2 separate regions of the Mus musculus genome follow, and region 2 is linked to region 1. A link is a contact called in public promoter capture Hi-C data. All regions are on one chromosome and are shown on one strand. Each heading gives the region's core, a stretch centred on a gene start, on an enhancer-like site or on the middle of the called end of the contact. The rest is flanking DNA. Distances are from core to core; before and after follow the strand shown.

What was found. Promoter capture Hi-C pulls out the DNA fragments that hold promoters and counts their contacts.
Region 2: a contact with region 1 is called in a promoter capture Hi-C map of liver, with 2.2 times the contacts expected there. The contact joins the promoter of Paqr9 here to the enhancer-like site in region 1. A contact is called at or near these places in 5 of 39 promoter capture datasets (embryonic stem cells, liver, macrophages and 1 more) and 2 of 484 Hi-C or Micro-C datasets (both in liver).

The regions. Positions count from the first base shown.
Region 1 is chr9:95,474,164-95,479,890 of GRCm38.p6, forward strand. It overlaps U2surp (U2 snRNP-associated SURP domain containing), which reads right to left. Exons shown (of 28, transcript NM_001357974.1): 19 at 5,104-5,191; 20 at 3,237-3,359; 21 at 1,944-2,100; 22 at 1,039-1,134; 23 at 258-324. Among named protein-coding and RNA genes, the nearest start is that of Gm32133, 32 kb to the left of the region's middle. Within about 2 kb of position 3,373, at least 9 of the 459 cell types and tissues checked have an H3K27ac peak or open chromatin away from gene starts, as enhancers often do. A contact at or near this core is called in liver, where this site is marked.
Region 2 is chr9:95,556,951-95,562,677 of GRCm38.p6, forward strand. Paqr9 (progestin and adipoQ receptor family member IX) reads left to right here and starts at 2,684. Exons shown (of 1, transcript NM_198414.3): 1 at 2,684-5,727. The coding sequence starts at 3,009. The coding sequence ends at 4,136.

The sequences.
Region 1 (5,727 bases), core at 2,123-4,622:
GGTAACAATGATTTGAAACAACTACAACTGATAAAATAATAGCTTTAAGGCAGGAGTATACATCCTCAGGTAGAAAACACAGTAAGGTGAAGCCTGGTGTAAAGACCAGAGACCAAAGCTCTTTATTCACTGGGAAGAAAAGATGGAGACTAAAGATGATTTTCTCCAAGGACTTATTATTTCAACCAAACGTGTCAGTAAAAGAGGGGGTGTATACGTGCAGGAAGCTGGGTATGTCTGAAACTCAAGATTCTTACTTTTGGTTTTCCTCTTCTTCTGACTCTTCATGCTGGTCAAATAACTCCCACTTAGAAGTCGTTACCGCTAGAGAAAAAAAAAAGAATGGAACTCCATAAGGCAAATCACCAGTTTTGCTACAGTAGAGACCCAACTTTAGAGCTGAAAGCTTGCATTGCAGGAGCTTCTATTTCAGCTTATCTCCTCTTCTAGCAGCCAATACAATGTGCTCTGCATCTTCTCTTCTCACACCTTATACTAGATTCAAATTCAGAAACGATGTAACAGATACGGGCCCCAAGTGCAAACTCAATCTAACAAGAATTACAGGAGAGTCAAAGCTCAGTGTCTCTGAAAGTGGTCACTAAGAGGGTTTCCGCATGCATACTGACTACATCTACACTTTGTATTCAAACACCTTAGCCTGGGGAGGGGAGGGGAGGGGAGGGGAGGGGAGGGGAGGGAGGAAGAATGTGAGTGTGTATGTGTGATTTATTTGATTACTCTCAAAGCTTCCGTTATTACAAGAGTACCAACAATAAATGAATACTTATGATAGAATAAAATATGGTAACACTGAAACTGAAAGCTGACAATAAAGTTTTTACACACAAGGTAAACATACACACACAAATACAAAGGTAGCAATAATATTAACAAATCAATTTTCTACCTTTCCCTTTCAAGTGCTAAGGATCCAACCCAGAGCCTTGCACATGCTAGGCAAGTACTATACTACTCAAAGATACCACTATCCCAGTACCCAAGTGTTTAAAACCTCAGTGTCTACAATTTACTCACCTTGTGCTTCCAATTCAGATTCATCTACAGCCTCCCATTTTGATGGGGCAACTTTAAATATGGGTTCATTCTTCTTTGAGTCTTCAGTTGCATCCACTATTGAAGAAAAGATGACTATTAAATATATTAGGAGATGACTCAAACTTATGGCCTTATCAAACAGCAAATAAAACTAAGTCCACATGTAGGAAACCATTGACAGTATCAACAACAAGGACTATGATTAACTCACTGTTTTGCTTGAGACCAAATCTTGAAGTAGAGCCCTTTTACCCACATCCCAAGACCTCTAATAAATGCCTAAGCCTATAACCAGCACTAAATTATACATTTACTATGTTTTCTGATCCACAGATTATTTTTATAAATTAGGAACACTAAAAAAATAATAAAACACGAAAGAACTGTTAGAATGAATTATGATTCCTACAGTTTATGAAATTTTTTGAACTCTCCATTTGATATTTGCAGACCAGAATTGGCAGTGGGTAACTTTTATCTATCAAGAGCAAGGCAAAATGGGTGTGAAGAACTACTGCATAGAAAATTTGGGTACAAGAGAAGCATATGGAGGTGTGGGTAGGAAAATAAAAAAAACAAAGGAAGTGACACTGGGCATGTGACTGTAAAACACAAGATACTGCCTGTAACTTTCAGACAATTGAGACAAAAAGGAAAACCTGCTAATATTATAGGATGATAGTCCCCCAAAAAAGATACCATAATAAAGCTCTTTCCTTTGCCACAGTCAAACATATTGCTAGATACCTAAATTTTAAAATGTCAGAAAAGGTGAGTGACTTGACAGTCAAAAATTAAAACATTTCTCCATACCATCACGTGAAAAACTTAAGGGATTTTGGCAACTAAACCTGTTAGTCTGAATGTTTAAAGTCCAAACTTACAAGGCACTCCATCCAGATCATCATCAAGACTCTTTATAGGGACCCCATCCAGGTCATCGATGGGAGTGGCATCGATGGGAATCCCATCCACATCCTCCAGAGGCGCCCCGTCAAGCTCCTCCTCGATGGGAGCACCGTCAAGATCATCCGGCACATCCTGCAAAACATGCACCACTCTCTCACTGTTAGATTAACTTAAAATCCAGTGCAGAGCAACATGACTAGATAGCCTTATCTCCAGACACAATGTAAATATGTTTTATTATCCAGACTGCAGAGACAGTAACTATCTGTACACTTATTTGCATAATATATATTAAAGGCTTATCCTTGAGATCAAGTAGCATATGAGTCATGGTGAAAAGTATCAGGCTTGGTTCGTCTGCCAAAGAGCTTAGTAAAGGTTTGTTTAAAAAGAAAATAAGTTAGAACAATAGATTGAAAGTGTACATCACCATCTTATTATACTATTTAATAATTAAATTTCCCTTAAAGAAGTCAAAAGGTTATCCTGAAGTTACACTTAGGCTGAGGTCTGGTAACACAGAAAATCCAGAAAGAGAAGAGCAGGTACAAAGAGCAGTGGAAGAGAAACACTGCACTGAAGAAACTGAAACAAAGAGTCTGAGAAGAGGGTAGAAGAGTAGCTGTCCCTTCACCAACTGCTGAGGGAGAGGAGAGCCAGAACATCCTGGAAGGAAGTGAAATGACACTGGAGAAGAGCAGAATCAGATGTGTGATGCACAGAGCACAGCTCCCTGCCTTCCAAAAGCAATTTACCTCAACCTCACCAAATGATATGGGAGTCAAGAGCCCACAAAAGCAAGACTCGGTAAGACTCCTCTACTACAGAAGCCCCAAAGGATAGACAGGCTGCAACATAGTAACATGAGAAAGATGAAAAAAAGCCCTCTACTAGGAAACTGAAAGATACTGATACAGGTTAGAAGTCAGAAGAAAGTAAGCCAGGCTGAGCTCTCAGGTTCAGTCATGTTGGTACAAGCAGTCACTGTACCTTTAACTTGATGAGACTTACTTGCAGTAAGTTTATCAAGGCCCCCTTGTTAGTTGAGGGGTTTCTGTGTATTATTTGTTTTCTAATATATCATAAATCTTTTCAAGTTACTAAAAACAAAACAAAAACAGCCACTATCCCATAAGAACACATTGAAAATCCCTGTCTTATGTAACACTGACTCTTGTATTATTTAATGGTAAACAGGTATTTTTCATAAAGAAATATATGTAATATTCCCCCTCCCCCAGAAAAATATTTAAGTACAGAATACCTACCTCTGTTTCCTTTTCTTCAATGATATTTACAAGTCCTAAGAAAATATTCTGAAGTTTGATCAAAAATGGTTCTGGATAAATTGCCCAATCTTCCCATGCTCTGAAGCAGGTCATTACCCGTTGCTAAGTTAATAGAAAACAGACAGTAAATGTCAAGTCCAAACTTGAGTTCATGGGAATACCATTGTTATTGCGAATTTCCCTTTAAGTTGCTAGATCATTTTTTCAAATTAAAAAAATTAACTACATATACCATTCCTGATTTTTTAAATCAATTCAATGCTATCTTCCAAGTAAACATAAATGCTGGGGGGAAAAAAAACTTGGATTATTTTTAATTAAGGTCAACTCTCATGTATATATGAGTCATATCTTGAAAAACAATCTCACAGTACCTTCTGACCACTAGAAACCAAAGCAATCAAGCTTTACTCTCAATCCATTATGATCCAATGAAGCACTTCCCGGTCCTGAATCTTCCCCACAGTAGTATATTCATTTATTCAATTGCTACCTTGGGCTTTAACTGGCTCTGTCCTAACACTGGTTTATAACCTAAGGTTCTCTGTCTTTCCTTTCTTTTTTTTGTTTTTGTTTTTTTTTTTTCTTTTCTTTTTTTTGGTTTTTTGAGACAGGGTTTCTCTGTGTAACAGCTCTGGGTTTCCTGGACTCTTTCGCTTTGTAGACCAGGGGGGCCTGAACTCAGAGAGATCCATCTGCCTCTGCCTCCCCAGTGTTGAGATTAAAGGTGTGCACTACCACGCCCAGTCGCATAGTCTTTCATTTAAGAGGTTACTAAAATGAAAAATAAAAACTGAACAGGCTTTTTTTCCCCTGAAAACAGCACATTAAAATTATTAATAACCTGTCTTGAATGTGTATTTACAATCTAAACAAGAGCAGTGACCAGCACTCCTCACCCTCCTAAAATTTTGAATCTTCCACCACACAACCCCAGAAAACTCTGAAGATCAAATTTTCGAGTCCTTATCAAGGCCATTCTTCAGGCACCTCTGTGCTCCAGCACTGTTGAGCAGGTCATGGGTTCCCATCTGCAAACACCCACTGCACCTCAACACAGCTGGACAGGACTGTGTCGTCAGTGGCACTGTCTTCATAATGACACACTCACACTGGGGTCCATAGGGCCTTCCTCCTCTGGTGGCATCTTGTGGTAGACAGCCACTCCGTTACTCAGTCTTCCCAAAGCACCAGGCCCTCCTGGGAGACGTGGCTGACTGCTGTCCTCCACGCTCAGTTTCAGATCCGCACACAAGCTCAAGCATGGTAGGTCCCTCAGCAGGCCCAGGGTTAAATGGCACCCCCAGGCCTTATGCCACAGCATGTGAGGCCACACATCACAACCACCTGCCATACTAGAGCCACCAATGCCCTGAAGATACTTTCTAAACAACCATAAATAACTAAAATATATGTTCCTAATCCAGACAAATTTAATATACTATTATAAAACAAATAAATAGTCTTCAGGATGTGAAGAGGGGGAAAAAAAAACCCAGTATTAAAATATTTAAGTAAGGCATGAGGACCTGAGTTCAGCTCTCAGCACCTGTATCAGTTGGCTCATAAAATTTCCTGTAACTCCAACTCCAGGGGAATCCTATGCCTCTGGCCTAGGGAAGCACCTGCACTCCACATGCATACACCCACAAAGAGATACATATATATATAACTAAAATTAATTATTCATTAAAGAAATTTTAAATAAAAATATTTAAATAACATAAAACTAAAAGCTACCTGACAATACAGAATTTAAAAACCTAAAGAATCACTACTCTTTTACAGCCCTCTAATGCCCTCCTCCACTTCAGAGGTCAGGGCAGAAACAACAAAAGATACCTACCTTAAAGTTTTCAGATTGTAAATGGCCTTGAATTGTACGATAAGTAGCATTGAGGTCTGAAAATATCTGGCATAGCTTTGTTTCAAAACTGAAATTCAAACAATACATTAAGACACAATTTATTTTAAAAAAAAAATCACAGTCTCTTCAACCCACTGGCCAATGAAAACCTTTCCTGTTCTTATAACGCAAATTAAGAAATTCAAAATATCAGTGTCCTTCTTTAGCAGGCAACTTTATATTTAGGATGAATTTAGCAATCTGGCCCTTTGTGTCATATTAAAAAAAAATTTTAAAGGTAAATGATGTACATAAGGCAAAAAAAGTATTAACAATAAAAGTAGGGCTCTCCTAAAACCATTCACATACACACACAGACAGACACATATATGCAGCCTGAGCTATCCCAGGACTTTGCTATGTAGCCAAGGATAACCTTGAACTCACCTTCCCACCACACCTGATTTTGTGCAGTGCAGAGGATCAAACCCAAGAGCTTTTACACACTAGACAGTACTCTACCAACTGAACTCCACCTATACCTACATCATGACTTATTTTTTCAAAGATCACCTGGATGCTGTATAGAGAACAAACCAGGGTGTAGAAGAGGGAAAACCAGTT
Region 2 (5,727 bases), core at 1,434-3,933, 82 kb after region 1:
CAACTCTGGCTGTTGCTCTGTAGATGGGGCTAGCCTCAGACTCACAGAGATCAATCTGCCCCCACCTCTCTTTAATACGTGCTGGCATTAAAGGTACGCATTACCATGCTTAGCCAATTCTATGTCTTCGTCAAAAAGTTATATACTATTTACCTACCTAGAAATGTTGAACAGTCATTTACGGTCAATCTCATTGTTTTGAAGGGTAATTTTTTTTTAACCAAATAATGTCCCATTGTGACAGTTTCATAATTCTGTGGCACTGTGCTTGGCTCGTGCTCACCCATCTCCTCCCCTTGGTAGCGCCTCTCCTTCCTCCTTCACTGCTCCCGTCTCCCAGTCAGTCTACCTTCTGCTCTGCGGGCATTTGCTTTTGTAAGAATCTGACTGTGTACAGCAATGCTCTTCTTTAATCCCAGCATTCAGAGGCAGAGGCAAGTCAATCTCTAGGACTTCAAGGCCAGCCTGGTCTACATAGCAAATTCAAAGCCAGAGGGAGCTACCTAGTGAGAGCTTGTCTCAAACAAACCTAGTTCTGCATGTGAAAGAAAATCTGTGAAACTTCTCCCAATTATGTAAGTGAGCTGCTTATGAAACCAAGGGGTTGCAAATGTGGGAATTATGGTATGAGGAACACCGGTTCCAGTCCGCAGCTTAGGGTGTTTGTGGGGAAACAAAGGGAACATGAATTATTTTGTTCCTCTGACTTTCCTGTGGTTCCGAGATTTAGCATCCCCCCACTTGAATTGAATGCTTGACTCCTAATCGGTTTTACACGTTACCTCGGGTCCCTCTCCACGTGGTAAAGGAAGCTAGAGTTCAATTTTAAAGCTGAGGAAAACTAAAAGGGAAAGAGAGATAAATAAATGATCAGTTAAAAAACTTCAACCAAAACCCGAATTCATTGCAAACCCACTAGCCAAAAAATATGTGATAGGTCAGAAAGATATAACATTACCGTGCACCTTTGGCCTGATTGTGCAAGAGTTTGCAAAATCAACGAGTGGAAACTATTTCAGAGAAAAGGCTGAAACTTCCAAAAAGACTTGATTAATCCTAAACATTTACAATACAAAATGACAGTCTAGTTATAAACAACTTATCCATACTAATAATCTTCTTTAACCTCCTTACAAGATTCTGTTTAGTGATGAAGGTGGCCCTTTTGATTTTAAAATGAACATAAAATAAAAATTTAAAATTCAATCGAAAGCCTTTTCCTAAGTGGGATGGTCCTTCCTAGCAGTCCGATTCCTCCTAGTGAAGGTTAGTGGGTGTTCTAGTTTCATATATGAAGTCTAACAGCAGACTGCCTGTGTTCACATTCACCACCTGGGTGTACTCAACATGGCCATGGTGCCTCCATTTTCCTTATCTGCAAAATGGGGGAAAGAGTATCTAAGATATTTTAAAGCTGTAAGACATCAAGTGCCTAACACCTCAAAACTGTATGTATATCTTTGTTATACCAAGGTGAAGACTCCGGTCAGATGAAGCCACACCCGGAGTATCACTGAAAGATGGAACACGGTGAACATTTGAGACGTCACTGGGAGACCCCCATCTTGGAAGTCTAGGTTATGATATTTTTCACACCGCTGCTCATCACAAACCTCTGAACTCTTCAAGTCTCCTTTTCTTCGGGCCCCTTGCCTGAAGAAACTCATACTAGACCTGCCAGGTACTTCTAAGGTTAATTATGCATAGGTTTCTCTAAACCATCGATGCTAAGCCTCTAGGAACCCTCTCAACTCTCTTTTCTGGTTTGTTCTAGAAGACGCCTATAGTCTTCCCTCATCTGCTTCCTCCCGAGGCTCCTGCACAGCTCTGCTTGGGAAACCCTTTTTAATACATTCCCCGGCTCCTTAGAGGCGTTCTGAATCCCCAAACCATCATCTGAAACTGTTCCTGAAAATCCGTTGTCGAGCGCTCCTGAGCTCTTCATCGGATTCCTAGTTAAAGAAGCCACAGAGGAGTAAGCTGGGGCTTCCGAGTTGGTGAGTTGAGCTGAAGACCAGCTTGGGAATTGTCCCTTTAGGTCCCTTTAGACACCACAAAGAGAGAGAGGAGGAGGATAGTGACGCACCTGAATAGGTCCGCTAGAGTAAGGAAATAAACTAGGACTTGACGTGGATTGAGTAGGAGGGCAACACTCACACACACACACAGAGGGGGGCACACACACACTCACACACGGATGACAGACAGCAGAACAGAGAGGCAGGCAGCACCAGCTGTCTGACAACCGCCAAGCTCGGATTCGGACACCGTCTCTAAGCGGGTACCGCAGTGCCCTCCCTGACACCTCCGCAGGTTACAGTTAGAGCATCCCTCCGCCCAGCCCGGCTCCCCGCCCCCCACGAACTCGGGTCCCCAGTGTCCTCTAGAACGCCGGCGTGGCTGTCGCACTTCGAACCCCCTCGCCCACCCTTGCCCACCCTCTCGCCCTGGGCGCCGGCGGCCGCGTCTCTGGCCAGCCTCCGGCCCCGCATCAATCATTAACGCGGCGGCCCGAGCGGTCGCAGCCCGAGAAGGGGGGGATGGTAGGAGACGCAAGACAGGGGACACCTCCATCCCCCCGCCGCGGCGCAGACACCCTAACCCCGGGGGCCCCCGCCCTGCGCGGCGCCGCCCTCCCCCGCCAGCGCCTCGCGCACATCCCGCCTCCCGCCGCCCGCCCCGCGCGCACGATGCCCAGTCACCGCCGCGCCGCCGCCGCCGCCACCACCGCCACCACCGCCGCAGTCAGCCGCGCCACCGCCGCCACCGCAGCGCGGCCGGCCGCGGGCTGAGAGACCCGAGCGTGGCGAGGACGCCGCCGGCAAGCCGCGCGCGCAGCAGCAGCCTCCCGCCCGGTGCGCCGAGCCCCCGGAGCAGCCCGCTTCCAAGCCGAGGCCGCGTAGCCAACCTGCGGCCGCGGTCCCGCGCGCGCGCGCGCGCACAAAGGCTCCGACGGCGCCCGGCGCCCGCGGTGGCCTCGCGCGCGCCCTAGCTAAGCCCGGGGCACCATGCCGCGGCGCCTGCAGCAGCGGGGCGCCGGCGTGAAGGGACCGCCGGCCTCGACCTCCCGGCGCTCGCATCCCGCCTCCGCCTCCGCCCCCCGGAGCCCGCCGGCGGCCACGACCAAGCCGCTGCTGCGCTGGGACGAGGTGCCCGATGACTTCGTGGAGTGCTTCATCCTGTCCGGCTACCGGCGGCTGCCGTGCACCGCGCAAGAGTGCCTGGCCTCGGTGCTGAAGCCCACCAATGAGACGCTCAACTTCTGGACGCACTTCATCCCGCTGCTGCTGTTCCTCAGTAAGTTCTGCCGCCTCTTCTTCCTGGGCGGCAGCGATGTGCCCTTCCACCACCCCTGGCTGCTGCCGCTGTGGTGCTATGCGTCGGGGGTGCTGCTGACCTTCGCCATGAGCTGCACGGCGCACGTGTTCAGCTGCCTGTCGCTGCGCCTGCGCGCCGCCTTCTTCTACCTGGACTACGCTTCCATCAGCTACTATGGCTTCGGCAGCACCGTGGCCTACTACTACTACCTGCTGCCCAGCCTGAGCCTGCTGGACGCCAGGGTCATGACGCCGTATGTGCAGCAGCGCCTGGGCTGGCACGTGGACTGCACCCGCCTCATCGCGGTCTACCGCGCGCTCGTGCTGCCCGTGGCCTTCGTGCTGGCTGTGGCCTGCACCGTGGCTTGCTGTAAGAGCCGCACCGACTGGTGCTCCTACCCGTTCGCCCTGCGCACCTTCGTCTTCGTCATGCCGCTCAGCATGGCCTGCCCCATTATGCTAGAGAGCTGGCTCTTCGACCTGCGAGGCGAGAACCCCACACTCTTCGTGCACTTCTACCGCCGCTACTTCTGGCTGGTGGTGGCCGCCTTCTTCAACGTGAGCAAGATCCCTGAGCGCATCCAGCCGGGTCTCTTCGACATCATTGGCCACAGCCATCAGCTCTTCCACATCTTCACTTTCCTCAGCATCTATGACCAGGTGTACTACGTGGAAGAGGGCCTGCGCCAGTTCCTCCAGGCACCCCCTGCCGCGCCCACCTTCTCGGGCACAGTGGGCTACATGCTGCTGCTGGTGGTTTGCCTGGGACTAGTCATCAGGAAGTTCCTGAACAGCACCGAATTCTGCAGTAAAAAGTGAGCCTCCACCCCCGGAGGAGGCTATGGTTTGCCCACCGGTTTGCGTGGAGTTTCTGTTGTTGTTGTTGTTATTGTTGGTTTGTTTTCAAGTTTTGTTGTTTCCTTCTTTGCTGGAAGAGGGTGCTGCAGGCCACTAGGGAAAGGTTCCCTGACAGTTGGGGAATCCCAAGTCCACTGGCCTTTAGAAGAGGGAGATGGGAGGTGAAACAGAAGGAAGAGGGCCTCCGGGAAGAAAATTAGGGACTGTCTATGATATCCAGGGATTTTTGCAAAGACAGTGAGGATTGTGATTACAGATAGAGCCCCAAGCAGTTGGCTTTTCTAACAGTCTTCTGTGTCCCTTAGTGAAGGCAGGTATGCAGTGAAGAGGATAAACACAAACCCCTGGCTGCTTCTGAGGTCTAGCAATGCTTGGATTTGTCGAAAGAATGGAGCTTTCTCTGTTGGGAAATGGGCACAAAGACACAAACCCGGGGCTTAACCCGCTAGACAATGCATGGAATGTGAACACAAGTTAATTATTTCAAAATGTGTATCAGATGTTATTTAAATGATAATATATTCAATGATTTTTTTCATAATTTATCGAAGCCTGTGAGATGCACTGGATTTCCTTTGTCACATAGTTTTGATTTTTGCAGCCTTCTGCATTGCACACGTGAACTGGACCTTAGGGCAAGCTGCTTGAGAGAGTTCTCGACTACATTTTTAAACAGTGTTCTGTGAAGGCCTGTGAGTGTCATGATAAAACTGTGAATGACTACATAGGGACTCTGATTAGACTATTGGTTAGGCTCCTGTGGTTTGTATAGGTCTCCAATTCCTACTTACTTTGATGTATTCCACAAAACCCACCCTGGGTTTTTGTCTCCCCCCCCTCTCTCTTTCTCTCTTTTTTTATCTGATTCTTTCCTCTCTACTTACTTAAGTTGCCACTAAAATAAATGTGCCTTTTGAAGCAATGCCCAAATGACTGGTCCTCAAACGTAGCTTCTTGTACTGGGAGAACAGCATATTCTTTTCCCACTTTGCTGCAAATCATGGATGAACAGAACGGAGGGAAGGTGGAGGGTGGGTTTAGGTTTCTAGTGGGGCCAGAAATAGCTTGATGGTGTACAGAGTGTTTGGCTTCTGCAAGAGTCAGCCCTCTAACGTGGCTGAGGTTCCTACTGCAGCCACAACGGCTGGGAGGTTAGGACAGCGACACATGTATCCTTGCTTCAATTTTAAAAGGCAGTCAGGATCAGGAAGTTCTATTATGAAAGTCAGAATCTTGTTATTTATTACTGAAATTTTTGAGTTAAGACTACAATTGCCCAGTTAAACCTCAAAGTCTCATTTGAATCCAGGCTGTGGAAATGATTGGTAGTCACCCCAAATCCTTGCAGAGTTAGGGAACATGTTCCCAGATTCTTTCTAATGACCCTATTGGCCAGTGTTGTTAGACATTTCTTATAAATGTTAACCTGTCATTAACCTAACAGCAGTATATTTAAATATTCGCCACACTTCTTGGTAAAAGTCCTTCAGACTAAGAGGCAACTAAGAATGGGGAGCATTGGCTTAGTGGTGTAATTGAAGACAAGCACATG